Linked DNA regions of Anas platyrhynchos: region 2 is linked to region 1. The links are chromatin contacts, called in public Hi-C maps. All regions are on one chromosome and are shown on one strand. Each heading gives the region's core, a stretch centred on a gene start, on an enhancer-like site or on the middle of the called end of the contact. The rest is flanking DNA. Distances are from core to core; before and after follow the strand shown.

What was found. Hi-C and Micro-C count contacts between places; a contact is called where the count stands out from the background.
Region 2: a Hi-C map of skeletal muscle shows a contact between it and region 1, with 2.8 times the contacts expected there. The contact joins the enhancer-like site here to the promoter of HYAL4 in region 1. A contact is called at or near these places in 2 of 8 Hi-C or Micro-C datasets (skeletal muscle and subcutaneous adipose tissue).

Annotation. Positions count from the first base shown.
Region 1 is chr1:23,299,470-23,306,638 of IASCAAS_PekinDuck_T2T, reverse strand. HYAL4 (hyaluronidase 4) reads left to right here and starts at 2,862. Exons shown (of 8, transcript XM_005031695.2): 1 at 2,862-2,940; 2 at 4,850-4,901; 3 at 4,903-5,241; 4 at 5,243-5,376; 5 at 5,379-5,675; 6 at 6,703-6,705. The coding sequence starts at 2,862.
Region 2 is chr1:23,405,386-23,412,554 of IASCAAS_PekinDuck_T2T, reverse strand. WASL (WASP like actin nucleation promoting factor) reads right to left here. Exons shown (of 12, transcript XM_027458119.3): 12 at 4,790-7,169. Among named protein-coding and RNA genes, the nearest start is that of LMOD2, 24 kb to the left of the region's middle. Within about 2 kb of position 4,519, at least 2 of the 8 cell types and tissues checked have an H3K27ac peak or open chromatin away from gene starts, as enhancers often do.

The DNA of each region.
Region 1 (7,169 bases), core at 1,613-4,112:
CCTTGGCAGGCTGGACCTAGGCTAAAGAAGCTCTTTGATTATTTAAGTGTATATCAGAAATCGACCGTCACTGGTATCCAAAACACAAAGCCAAGCATTAAGACTGATTTTATGGATGTTTCAGTGGGACATTAAATCAATCCATCAAACCAGCTGCCTCTTTGCTAGGGCTAAGCATGAGCCTAATCTCCCAGGCTGGACTACTCCCAGGTGTAATGTCTACAGGTGAGAGACATCTGTGCAGCATGAACCAGAGGAAAAGTAAATGGCATAAGGGCACTTGATCGATTTTCTTCATTTTCCATATTCAGGACTCTAGCTACCTAGTAGACCACCAGACTACAAGTACTCTCACATAGATAAAGACAAAACTCCACTATGGTGGCAAAAGAAGCTGAGATAACAGAGGCCAGGTGGCTCCTGATGAGCCTCACACAGACTTGGGGCCTGTTTTGCTAAACTCTGCTCTCCTCTGTTCATTAGTCTCAATCTTTCCTCATAACAGGTTAAAATTTACTGCAAAATTGCTATCAGTATCTGTATACCAACATGCCATTAGCATGTTAAAATGCTGGATCACAGCTTTTGATGCATTAATTAGCTTATTCCTCACAGGTGCTACGGAAAATACCTTTTCTGCAACAGATTCATACTTTCATTTGTAGCATTGTCAGGGTGCCCTACCCAGGGTTTGAAACACTATAAAATGTCCCATGACAGTTCATGCTGCTCTGGATTCAGCACCTTCGTCAGGATCAGTGAAACATTATACTATAAGGGCTTGAGTCTCAGCTACAGTCAGTCATGAGCATCACTGAGTTCGTCAGGCAGCAGTGAGGTGAGATCCTGCTCCATTTTTATTATTCATTATGCTGCATAGTCCCCTGCATTTACTAACATAACAGAGATACTCTGCAAAATCTCATCCAGGCAAATGGTTAATGGATGCACTGGTCTAATGAGCTCTCATCCCTATGAGGGAACATAGAGGATAACAGTAATGAATCCTCCCTTTCTGTCCTCCCTGAAGCTGTCGGAGTCTCTGGAGCTTTCAGGGTCATCTCTTCCGTCACCAGCCTCCGGGCATCTGTGCAGCCTCCAAGCATATTGCCTCCAAATGCAGATCTGGCACAGGAAGCAAGATTCACTTCTAGCAGCATGCCTTAAGCTGGACAAAACTTGTTCCAGTTCATCAGACTTCTGAGTGCATCAGCTTTAGCTTTGCTGATAAAAAGTCAACAAAAGGATTATTCTGTAAAAATCCAAGGATTTTATTGGATCTCTGTGGGTGTGAAAATTCTTGTTTTATAAACCATGCACATCTTTGATAAGGGTATTTAGTGACTGGCTGGCCTGTTGAGACAGCCTGTTTTAAGACCATCAGGGTTGTGCTGAGTCAATGTCATCTTGTGTAACAATGTTAGCCAGAAAGGAGAAAAGATCATTGTCTTTATTTATCATCTGCGATTTTTCTAATCCCTCAATAAGAATAGTGTAACATCTCTGAAGTAGGATTTTTGTTACAAGATAAATACCAAAGCTTGAAAGTACGTTCCTCAGCTCTAACTGGACTGGGGGAGAAGGATACAGGCTTTGCATAATCTGATGAATGCCTAGTTGTTTCTTTACCATTTAGTCAGTATTTTATTATTATTATTTTTTTTTTCAGCAGTATTCTGTGGTTTAAATATCTGGTTTAAGTAATACCCTGTATATCCGCTCAGATCTGAACCATCTGTTTTGAGCTGGTTTTGCTTGGTCCCAGCTAGAGCTGCATGCTGTCTAATAAAGACATATGGTTTCCACTTTCTTCTCTTTGCTGGGAATTGCTGCCCACTGTGCATTCTCAGGGTCAGCTGGACACCAGCACGGACTGCCTCTGCATTGACTTGGTTTACAGAAAATATAATTAGCAGAAGGGGTAGAAAAGGATATGCTCATCCTGTTTTTTTTTTTTTTTTTTTTTTTTTGTTGTTGTTGTTTTATTTTGTTTTTTTTTTTTGTTGTTGTTATTTGTTTTTTTTTTTTTTTTTGTCACTTCTGACAGATACATTTGAAAGACATACTTAGCAAAAACAAACTTAGCAGAACATTTTAGCGTGTGCTGTCATCCTGGGGTACTAAAAGCAGATTTGAAAAACCTGGCTAAAGGGAAAAATCCTGAGCAGAGCCTGGGCACAGGAATTCCTTTCGGCAAGCTGCAAACAAGTGACTTCAGAGTGCTCCCAGCTGGAGCATGTGTGTGCTTGTGTGATGGCTCAACGCATCGAGTGGAATGAAGTCAGAACTCAGCAATTTACCCTTGCACAGGAATATAAAGTGGTAAATGTTTCCTCTTTAACAATAGAGCAGCTAGAAATATCTTTCCGTGAGAGTCCCCCATGGCGTTTTTTTTCTGCTGCTTGCTGTGCCTTTGCATGTAAAAATCAAGGCAGACAGGGCCTGTGTGGGAAGTCCTCCCTGAATCCTGGGGCAAATCACTCCAGGAACAACCCTGCTGTTGGCACCTCCCCGATCCAGCCTGTGACAGATGCGGGAGCAGGGGGGCAGGACAGTGGCACAGATCTCAAAGGGGCAACTTAACACGCTGCAATTTAAAAGTGAGTGCTGCAATTCAAGAAAAAAATAATTGTAGGGATGTGCTGCCCTCTGGCAGGATTTTTTACAGCTCTGATTCTCTGAGAGCTGCAGGAACGCTGCTCAGCAATGATGCTCTGGCACAGGGATGTCTCTGCTGACAGAGGGGAGCACGCAGGGCACACTTTGAGTTCTTGGTATGGTGTAGGCTTTCAGAGAAGATACTCAGCAAATAAGGCTATTTTTCATTAAAGCTGTATTCAAAAAGGCCCATTAATGTCACCATGCTACTTGTGGATATACGGATAGTGGTTTTGAAAACCTGGGCTTCCTCTGCACTAAATGAACTGCAAGCCTCCAGAGGTGAGATTTCTCTGATGAAATGTTGAGTTCTGCAATGCCTACACTGCACTGCTGTGTCCTGGGAACTGCCTGCATGGTCAGCAGAAGGAGAAGGAGCACCTAGGACATTTCTGATCTCTCTGACGTCACAGTGTCTATCTCCTAAAAGTATCTATTAAAATATCTAGGTTGGCTGTTTGGATGTTAATGTGCTTTATTTACTTTATTTATTTATTTATTTATTTATTTATTTATTTATTTATTTGCAGGTACCTGAGATAAGGTCTTTCTAGTCCTAGCAAATAGCAAATAAATAGGAGCGTGGGGAGGCCCATAAAGCTGTCCCAGGTGCATAGATATATCTGGTTGCTTTTGTTGTTTGAGATAAGGGAAGGATAATACAGATGACTGGTAGGAATACAGTTGTAATTCCCCTTAGTATATGTAGCAGTCTGGCTGCCCACATAAAACCTGTGGTTCTAACCTCCAGTGAGTCACGGTCCCAGGAGAAACGAACAGGTAGGCAAGGACTGAGGAAGAAGAACAACAAGTAGGACTCAAATACAAATCCATGATCATCCCCCAGAGTTGATTATATGGCTACATGGGATTTCTGCAGGCTTTTGAAGGCAAGGGAAGCCTGGGGTTGGAAGGTTCATAAGACCAAGTGGGTGATTTCTGTACTGGTGAGAGAGCAAAGCAGAGGAAGCTGTGGCAGTGCTATCCTCACAGAGAGACACACACCCTTGTTGTACACGGGAACGTCTTTATAAGAGGTCACTTGCTACGTGAGCAAAGGAGAACACAGCTGAAGACTCTATTACTGTTTACCAATCTGGTATTGTACAGATATAACAAATGCTTTAAGCTCTTAGTGGTTTCTATGCCCTTGTGTATAAAACTCAGGCTCACTGATTCAACCAAGTTCAGGTATGCCACTGGTCAGAAGCTGATTTTTTTTGTGGTGGGCAGGTTGATGACCATCTTCATGGTCATCTCTCTCTCTCTCTCTTTCTCACTCTTTCTCTTCTTCCTTCTTACATATAAATATATATATATTTGATCTTCTTCTGGTATCTTTTTCTGCTTAACACACACATAATCAGCAGGGACCTTGTGACTAATGATTCCGCTCATAGCAGTGGTCACAGGCTTTGGCATCAAAGTCCACATTGCACAATGGGTTGCTGTGCAGAGCTACCAGAGCTGGTCTGGAAGGCGCTAGCTCAATGTGAGAGTGCAGCCAGGCTAATAAATAGCTCAGAGCAGGCTTTCATGGATCTGCTTTATTGTTGTCAGGGGTCTGAACTTGTATCCCTTTATGTTACTGTACTATGGGAGTAAAATATGTGTGCTTGTTTAGAGCTATTTGGACTATCTCTGGGTGACACTGTACTAGGCAGGTCAGGGATGTTCACAAAGTATAAAGACAGTGATAAAAGCTAAGGTTTGATTTTATAGTTGCTTTTATTATTACTAAGAGAGCTTGAAGAATAAGGAAACTGCTTCTTTATCAACCTTTTCATCTACAGCAGCCACAGCCATTAAGGAACCCTGGGGCCCTCTGCAGTGATGGCAGCATCCTCCATGATTTCAGTAAGACCTGGACTGATGAGACAAGCTACTGTGGGCTGATACACAGATCTTACTCTGAAAATCTACCACTTTGTTTGGTATAGATCATGCCCACTTTGTTTCTTAGATATGGCTGATGACAGTTCATATAGATGTATATGGAATAAGTATTAATGCCTCCTCTGTTATGTTTTACAGACAAACTGGAAGATCCATGTCATGTTGTCCTTTAAGTCTTGAAAACAGTCCCTGGAAATGGAGTACTACTATTCATCATTCACATTTCAGCCCCTGGCCCGACTGTGCATCTCACTCCTCCAGGCTTCTCCTGCCGTGAAACCAGTCTGACCACCAGTTTTGGAGAGGAAATGTTTTATAGCTGCCTGGAACGCACCGAGAGACCTGTGCTCCCTTCAGGGTAGTGCTGAACCTGAAAATGTTCCGTGTAACTGGGAGCCCATTAACTAAAGCAAGAGGGCAGAACGTGACCATATTTTATTTTAATAAGCTTGGCTATTATCCTCAGTACACATTACAGGAAATCCCTGTTAGTGGCGGCTGATCACAGAACTTCAGTTTGCAAACTCATCTGGAGAAAGGCAGCTGTGACATTAACTATTCCACCCCAGCTAAGGACTTCCATGGATTAGCAGCCATAGACTGGGAATACTGGAGCCCTCAGTGGGACTGCGACTGGGATGCAAAAGATGTTTACAGGAGAAAGGCCAGGAAACTCATTTCTCAAATGGAAGGGATTTTTTTCAGCAGCTGCTGTTGAACATTAAGTCAGATTTTCCTTAAAAAAAAGTGCAAAAGCTTTTATGAAGGAAACAGTTGCATTAGGAATGAAAAGCAGAACAAGGGGCCTGCAGGGATGCTGTTTAACCCTGACTGCCACAATTGCAATTTCTGTGTTAAGAAGTGCTCTGGTTCCTGCCTAAAGAGTGAAGTTTTGGGGAACAATGAACTTCCCTGGCTCTGGGATGGTGCTGCAGCCCTGTATCCTTCCATCAGCATTAAGAAATTGCTTGGAAGCAGTGAAAACATTTTGCACTTTTCTGAATTTATGGTGAATAAATCCATAAGGATTTTCTCCATGACATCCAAAGGTTGTGTTTTGCCTGTATTTGTGTATAGTTGACTAGGTTATGGAGATGAACCTTTATTTTTTTTTCTCTGTCGTAAGCTGTTGCTGGAACAATGTGGGTTGCGTTTATGCTTTAACCGTTCTTACAGATGGTACATTGGGATGGAAAACCTCCAACCAGCTCCAGCTCTGCTGGTTCATGTTAATTGTCCACATGCTTGAAGAGCTCAATGTTCTGAAGAAAAAATGCAGTCTCAAATACCCTTTTTTTAAAAAACAAACAAACAAACACACACAAACAAAAAAAGCTTTATTTCAGCACTGTGCTATACTCAAACATGCATTTGAATGGATTAAAAGGATTTCAGCAATCTGATGTAGTATGTAGGATGCAGTTAATACATTAATCCCCCCGATGTACTTTCTTCTTCTCAGGTATGCAATCACTAACTAATCCCCAGATAGTTGCCCCTTTTATAGAAAGGAAACTGAGGCGGAGATGTTAGCAACTTGCTCAGTGTTACAACTAAGCAATTTACTCAGCTTAGGTATTGAAACCAGGAGTCATGGACACATGGCTCCATCTCAAAAACATGTAATTTATTTCCATGCCTACCTCAGAATAGACAAACAGTGCACCAGAAGCATGGAGTACTTATCACAGCAGCTGCAAACACACAAGCACACAACTGTTTTTAAAACAAATGTCTTAACCTAGCCCTTCTTTACTTGGTTCTGGACATCCTCCTAGAAATTGGATGAAGACAGCAGGTTTCCTGTGATAAAGCAGCATAATCTCTCTCTTCTTGTTAGACACCGGCTGCTCTACCAGCAGGTCTCAAATTCTGTATTTCAGAGTTTAGCAAGTGAGCTGTATTCACTTCTTAAAGGCTGAGTTCGTTCTTTCAGCCCAGGTACAGAATCTGAAGCTGGTAGCTTGTCTGGGAAGAAGAATTAGCTCACCCTCCTAGTAGGTCCCACTACTCCCCTAGCATTGCCATCACCCACTTACTCCAGGTGGAAAGCATATGCCTGTTCTTGCCTGAAGACCTGGCTTTGGGCCTCTTTGTGTCTTGTGGGACAAAGTCCATATCATATGCTGGGGATGGGGGAAGTGGGAGAGGGTCCCACAACATGGGCAGGCCATTGCATATCTGAGTGGGCTTGGGGAAGAGGAGTAAAACATGTTATTTATATAAATTCTGTGGTCATGCACAGTCTGTATTATTGATTTACCACGTGTGACAGCTTAATCAAGTGGCAGACTGGAAACAATGCAGTTCACATATGGACAAAATACAGTGATGACAGAAAATGCTATTTTGTACCTCTGACTGTCCATGCTGTGTTTTCTTTGGGTTTTGCTTTTGAGTTAGGGAGCTTCCTTTCCTATACCTGACCACTTTTTTGACCTAACTCTGAAAGATGTGGATCGATGACGGTGAGGATAACTGAATCTTTCAGCAGGGAGCCTGCTGCAAAGCAGAAGAGTTATTTGCTCATCTCATTCCTAGACAGACTTGAAGGAGGCATAGGCATCTGCTTTGCTGGTTTTATCCAGCTTGCCCTTCCTTAGCTTTGCAAGAAG
Region 2 (7,169 bases), core at 3,270-5,769, 100 kb before region 1:
CGTGAGAAGGGGGCTGGACCAGATGACCTCCACGGTGCCCTCCAACCTCACCCACTCTGTGATATGTATTTATCTGCATTAACTTTGCTCTGTGTTTACCCCCATTATACAGGTGGGTTACCGAGGCACAGAACAAGGTGGGGAGAGATTTGGCTTCAGGTAAGACACCTACATCTAAGTCCTTAAAGCATATGCTCCTGCTCAGTGGGTGCCCACACTCTACAGTCAGCTGAGATGAGCTGTTGTGATCAGTCTCTGAAGGGTGACCAAGCGGGACCAGTGGGGGTGCCTATTGTGGGATGAATCCCACCCTGCTTCCTCAGTAAAACATCATCCATTTCTGAGGGACAATGCAGCCAAACCTCAAATTCATAACCAACACCATAAACCATGGATCATTTTTCCTCCAAAATATGTGGTGGTGCTTCTGAATCTGAGCTGTGGGGCCTGCTGCATGGGGACATGGCCCATAGGGTGCTCCTTTTGGGCTCCTTTTGGGCTTCTGTACACTATGCTGTCCCATGCTGAGTCCTCCATGGTGGGCACTGCTCTTTGGAGTTGCCTCCAAAAGAGCACTGAGATGATCTGCTTGAGGTTAGACTTCTGTCTGTGCAGAGATGGGACGTGTGAGGAGCGGGCTGAAGGCAGGAGGCTTAGTGCTGAAAGCAGTCTGGGGAGGGACATAAGGGATTTTTAAAGGAGTCTGGTTGCATCGGTCAGGAACTATGAAGGTCTATAATGATCTCATCTTGTACCTCACTCATTCTCCTTGATTTCAGGTCTCACAGAAAGGCTGTTCTGACAGTGGAAACATGACTAACAACTTCAATGAGCACAGCACTTGATTCCAACCAGGGGGCCACAGCCACAGCCTTGCAGGAGGCAGGTCCCTTCTGTCTGCAGGTAACAGTGCAGTGATTCCAGTTGGCAGAATGCACAGGTCTCACTAAATACCTTACACTACAGTGTAGCTGAAGATTTCTTGGTTAGCTAGCATCTGTGATGTACACAGATAGATGTACAAAGAACACTGCTCTAAACTGATCTGAGATCCAGGTACCATCTCCAGACTGGACAGAGATTGAGGAGGCAGATTCCTCTCACAGAAGCGATCACCACCCTGGCCAGTCACTGCCCGTGGTCCCTGTGATTTCCTGAGCTCCACAGCCTAGAGTCTGCATACTTGATGAACCAGGCTACCAGAAAGAAAGGCAAAGTAAGAGCAGTATTTGCTCTTTTTGTTTTCTGTGCCCACGGAGATGTATGTTGGGTTGACTCCTTGAAAAATGCAGCTTGGATTACAGCTGCCCTTTTACCAGCCACCCATCTCTCACGCTGCCCACGACTGCAATCAACACAGAGCTCTCTCTACCTCTGAGCATCCTTCAGATAAATACATAGAGAAGACCATTTTTTACCACGAGGTGTCCACAGCAGGACAACTTCTGTTCACTTTGAAACAGCTCATGTATTACAGCTGCACCCACATGCTGTGGAGGCTGCTGAAAGTATTTTTCAGGCAAGTGTACTACTACCTTGGAGTTAAAGTTTGGAAAGATGTTCAGGAGTTAAGACGTTTGTAGTGAAGACCAGAATGCCTGAGAGGAGTGAGGGCTGAGATAGGACAGCGTATCTGTGAGAAAAAGATAAATTATCTGGGTAGGACGTTTAGCAAGAAAGCCATCTTGCAGAAAGCCATCCTAGCTTCTGCAATGCCGGCAGAGAGAACATTATAACACAAAGGAAACCATTTTAAACACTATAGAATGATATTATAAAATGTTTTTCTTTGTCTTGCTCTACTGGACTCTATAGTTCCTTCTGCAGAGTTGCAGTCAACTCTTTTTTTTTTTTTTTTCTCCAGATCTCTGAACACTCTTGGTATGTGTTTATTTCAGTTTTAGCCACTAATCCCAGCAGTAGGGATGTTCCTGCTTCCCAGGCACCTTGCTGAGGACTTAATTCTGTTGGTAACTTTCCTTTTTTCCTAGCCTGGTAAGAATTCTGCTTTATGTGATAGCTTGCATTAGAATTGGGGTAATTCATAAAGAACTATGGTAAATTATTATTAATAAAATCATAAGAACTATTCTCTCCATAAGCAGTAACCCACATGTGACAGGTCGTTTGGCTGAGGAACACATCACCAACGTAATGTGCTATATTCAAATACTTTTCTAAGAACACAGAGTCTGCAGGGAGACCTCCTGCCAAGAAAATCAGTAGTTCCCTCTCTAAACCACAGTATGCCTGCCTCTCAGACACAAGTGTTGGAAAGGTCATCTAGAAATATGTCTAAAAATGTATTATTTGTTTGGCAAAATGTAGGCATGGTGGAGAAATAAAAAGGTCCACGTACCATTTGCTACACTTTTCACCCAAGAATTATATTGATTTCACATATGAAAAGGGCAACATGTTGCACAGATACGGCTTGGGTGCAATCCTGAGTACTAATCAATAGCATGCCCATTTCAAAAGCATACCCAACAGCAGTATCACCGTCTATAGTTTCTCTTTTAAGTGATCTGGACACCAATTTTGATACAAAGACCTTGCTATTTGATTTTGTACCAGATAATCCACTATTAGCATAGTAAAAAATATCAAATCCAGGCCTGACCACTGTTTAACATAACAGATACCAGAGTGGTTTGCTTGTTCTCCTGAAGTACTCTCATTCTTACACATCTTGGGGACAGAAGGTAAATTTCAGTAATCTATTCTGTACGGATTAAGGTGTTAATTGTATGGTAGCATCCAGTAAAAATGAGGTGGGGGCTGAGAAAAAGGCACAAGCTTCCGAGCAGTCTGAACCCTGAGCATACAAGATAGCCCCACCTCACAACAGAGGGCTCCAAATCCAGCTCAGCTGCTCTGGTAGTTGCCTGGTTTTTGGCATCAACATTCATAAGAGCCAACTGCGATTCTGTGTGCCTGCCGATGGCATTTAAGCAAATACTTTGTGTCTGATATATGATACACGCATTATATTTCTTATTCCCAAGCCTTAAACTCCAGATACTATTGTGTCCCCCAGCTGGGGCATACAAAAACATAACATTGGTTATTGCTCTTATAGAACTTCCTCTGTATTTTTTATAAGTTCTGAAGCTTTTTCTCAGAAAACCTTGCACACCACCAGTCCTGAAGTAGCAAGTATAAAATTCATAATGCTGGAAAAACAAAACTCAGAAGAGACAATTAACATTCAGGGAGGGAAAAGCACAAAATAATGGCTTAAGTTCACTCCAAAAAGACTCTAAGAACTTTTCAGATCACTAGTAAAACAGACTGTGTTTGTCAGCACTAACCAATAGAATACAATAAATGTAAAATACCTAGATTCTCCAGTGCAAGCACGTATTAAGCTGTTTAAAGATGGGCAAGTCCTGCAGGCATTACCCTAAACCCCACTAGAATAAAAACTTGAAGAACTGATAAATCACTATTCAGGCTCACCTGAGCAGGTTGCTCTGCAAATACTGTAAAATTCAGCACAAAATAAAATTTGTCAAAAACATCTATTTGTATTTCAGTATTGATGCAACAATACTATTTCTCTTCTCAACGTGTTCACCCTTTTGAAACCAGTGATTTCCAACTAATGTTTTTTTTTCTTCAAACAAAAAATACATGTGCTGTAGTAGTTAGTTGATATAATCAAGTCTCCCCTGTAACTGTGCAGACATCCTCATGCTTTTACCACCACCTTAGAGAACAGCGTGGGGCTGGTGTCACCCAGAACCAATCTCAAATCTGCACACTAAACCTCCGCAGCTTCTGTTCCACTTTACATTGCCCTGTGCCTTTTTTGCTTGCAAGAAAACTTTAGGCAACAAACAAATACAGAGCAACAGGCATCCCTACTGCTGTGCTAGAGGATAGCTCTGGCCCTTGAGAGAGGTTTAGTATCTTCTAAGCTTCCCTAACCCATTTACACTTTTCTATAAATAAAGCTGCTTATCGCTGTACTTGAGCTTCAGGAGCTTTAATTAGACCAGGAATTCCTCTAATGATTAGATAGAGGCTGTTGCAATGGATCAGTAAGTCTTATAAACAAAAGAACATCTCCTTTTTCCTCTTTACATACATCTTACTTGGGAAAGCAACCACTGTCAAAGAAAAAAAATAAGAAAAAAGAAGTTCTGCAAATACATTTTTTAAGCTTCATGTCATGGAGCAGAGAGAACTTTATATACTTAATCAGCACACCCTCTACACAACAATTTCAACTTTGTCTTCCACTTACAGCCTAAACACCAGAGAAGCAATAAGCTTCAGAAGAAAGCACACACCAGATAAAAACTCAAAATGCCAGACTTCAGGTGGTTTAGAGGAAACCAGGCTGAAGTGTCCTAAGCCCAAGTACTGCAGCATACAAGACAAGGATTCACATCTCTAAAAACTTCCTAAGTCGCAGCATTCATTGCGAAGAGTTAACTAGTTAGTATTCACTCTGGATTAATGGAGCCCTGTTTGTTTGACCTTGAAATGTTGCCGTATTATTGCACTTGCCTGCAGCAGTAGCTGTTTCCAGAGAAGCTGCTGAGCAGCTGTCAGATGTGCCAGGAGCACGGGGTGTCACATTCTTACTCATTGTGTTTATTCACTAGCACAATCCAACTTTCCAGACATCAAAACCGCTGTGATTTGACAGCCGCTATTTACTGCTTCGTGAACTTGGCTAGGCAACCAAAATGGCTTTTGAAGCGTGTAAGCAAGATGTACATCTATTTTAAACGCTGCGCCACAATTAGCACTTAAAAACCACACAGTTTTACGCTAGTTGGGTCAAATTAATTTTATTATGCTCCATGATGAATTGCCACCAGTGCAACATCCTATTCACTGTACATTTCAAAAATTCACATACTAAAAATTTCAGTTTGATAAATGGAAAACTGAATGATTGAGAAGTTCTTACAGATTTCATACGTACAAGTGGCTAGCTGATATTGTCTATGCACATAGAGTGTTGAAATACAAAAGCCTCATGCTAGTTTGTTAATTGCTAAGGCTATCTGGACAGTCATTTAACCAGAGTATACGAGAGGCCTTCATTACAATGTTTAGCAACAATGCACCAGTATCATGAAATGCTATCTTCTGCTTGTAGTGCAAGTGGCGGAGTGCTGAAGCATGCAGTTATGACTAACTTAACTGCTGTTGCAGTCTTTATGCCCGAAATTTATCATGTACATACACTATTTTAAAGTAAATATTAACCTGGACACCACAGAATATGAGTGTACTCTCTGCGTGAAGAAAAAGGAAATGAAAAAACAGAAGCTGTCTTTGGCCAGTATCTACAAATTAAAGTTTTACTCAATAACGTAACTTCAGAGCTCCCAAAACCTGGAACAGAAATTTGATTAATGAACTGTGATACTTAATAATTAACTATATTACAGAAACTCCAACTCTGGGAACATAACAGCTAAACATATCTAGTAAGTAGCATGTTAGGAAAACCTCTAGGCCTCATCTGCTTAATTTTAAAATGCCCTATATGCAATAACAAAGAGGGAGCAGTACCAGAGCTTATGAAAGCCATACAAATATTTTCCTTCTACACGAGTTCTCAACTCCGCTGCTGTTAGCTACCCCTGGCTGCACTTGCACTTGATCCAATGCTCAAGCCATTACAGCAGCAAAGCTCGTAGGAAGTGTTTCCAGCAGCAGAGTGCAATAAGAGAGTTACTGCAAGGAAATTACATCACTTGGAAATAGTTTTTCCTAGTGTTATGTGCTTAAATTACTCTCGGAAGGAAGTTAGCATCCTCTGAAAAATTTAACTACAACCTTACCCCTCCCACTACTTGTCAGTGACTTTCCTTTCTTCTCACGTAACTAAATTAATTTGCTAAAGACTAGGTTATAACTGGGTTAGAAATCCAAGCCGTATCATGCAGGTCCAGCCTGTCAAGATCAGGTCATCGCTGGGTTTCAGTCGACACAATTCCGATAACTTAAATTGAGTTTGATACCTTGACTACAGTCCCAGGACGCTACGCATTAACTACGCTCCAAATATGACTGACTTAACTAAACATTCTGTGTCAGATAGTGTTTTTAGAAAGATTTTCTACCTGAAAATTACAGTAAGTACAGTAATTTATGCTGCAGATATTGAATACCTGCACAGCACAGATTAGTATTCTGTAATAGGCAGATATGCCAAGGTTTACTGCACTATAAAGTACAACATGAACATGTGAGCTGTGAAATGAGAATCCCATTTTCTGTCCACTTATTCAAATAGTACTCTTGTGAATAGGGTTCTTGATCTTCGTCACAACCCTTGGTCTTAAAGCCAACGTATGAAAACAGAATATTGCCATAAAGTTCAGTATATAGTCAAACTGTACATTGTGAGTTAATGGCTTTCTGACTTTTTGGATGTAGGATTGGTGCTTTAGCATTTGTTATGTACCATAACGCAAAGACTGCAAAGTAATCCCACTTATGTTTACTTTATTAGTACACCAATGCCCTACAAATTTTAAAAAAGTAATTAAACATTATTGAAGCAAGCAATAAACGCAGCCCTTCAGCCTGAAAACCACATAAAAATGATTTAAAAAATAAATCAAACTGTAGCAATTGCCAGTCTCCAGTATAGCCCCCAAAAATTTACATTTCTTCATTCTGAAAGACAAGAGTTGGAAAAAAAAAAAAGGACTGAACTGGTCTGCATCAAATATGCCTTTATCACTTACAATGTAAAGCCACCCTGTTTAACCTCAGATAGAGAGTTCCCTAATTATAGTATTCAATTACTACTGCTGTTTGATAGCAGTCAGTATTGCTACAGTTAGGGCAAGGTAATCTTCACAACTAGCTGTGCATCTCCGTAGTGATTTTGTTTTATGTAAAGCATACTGCTAAGATTTGAACTGCCATGTTGTGGTGTATCTGAAACCATGCAATAGTATAAACCAGCCTCAACATTCATGTAGCACTGCATTTGAAATGAAGGGGCTAAATAAACTAAGAGCTGCATCACTTAAAGAACATAGTGCTATACTAGGTTTTAATAAGAAAATTTAGATACAGAAAAAGTAGGGTATGAAAATAGTGTTTTCCTTCTTGCATTATAACTAAATTACATTAAGGTTTTCGTCAGTCTCACATATTACATTTAAACTCCCTTATTGATGGAATGG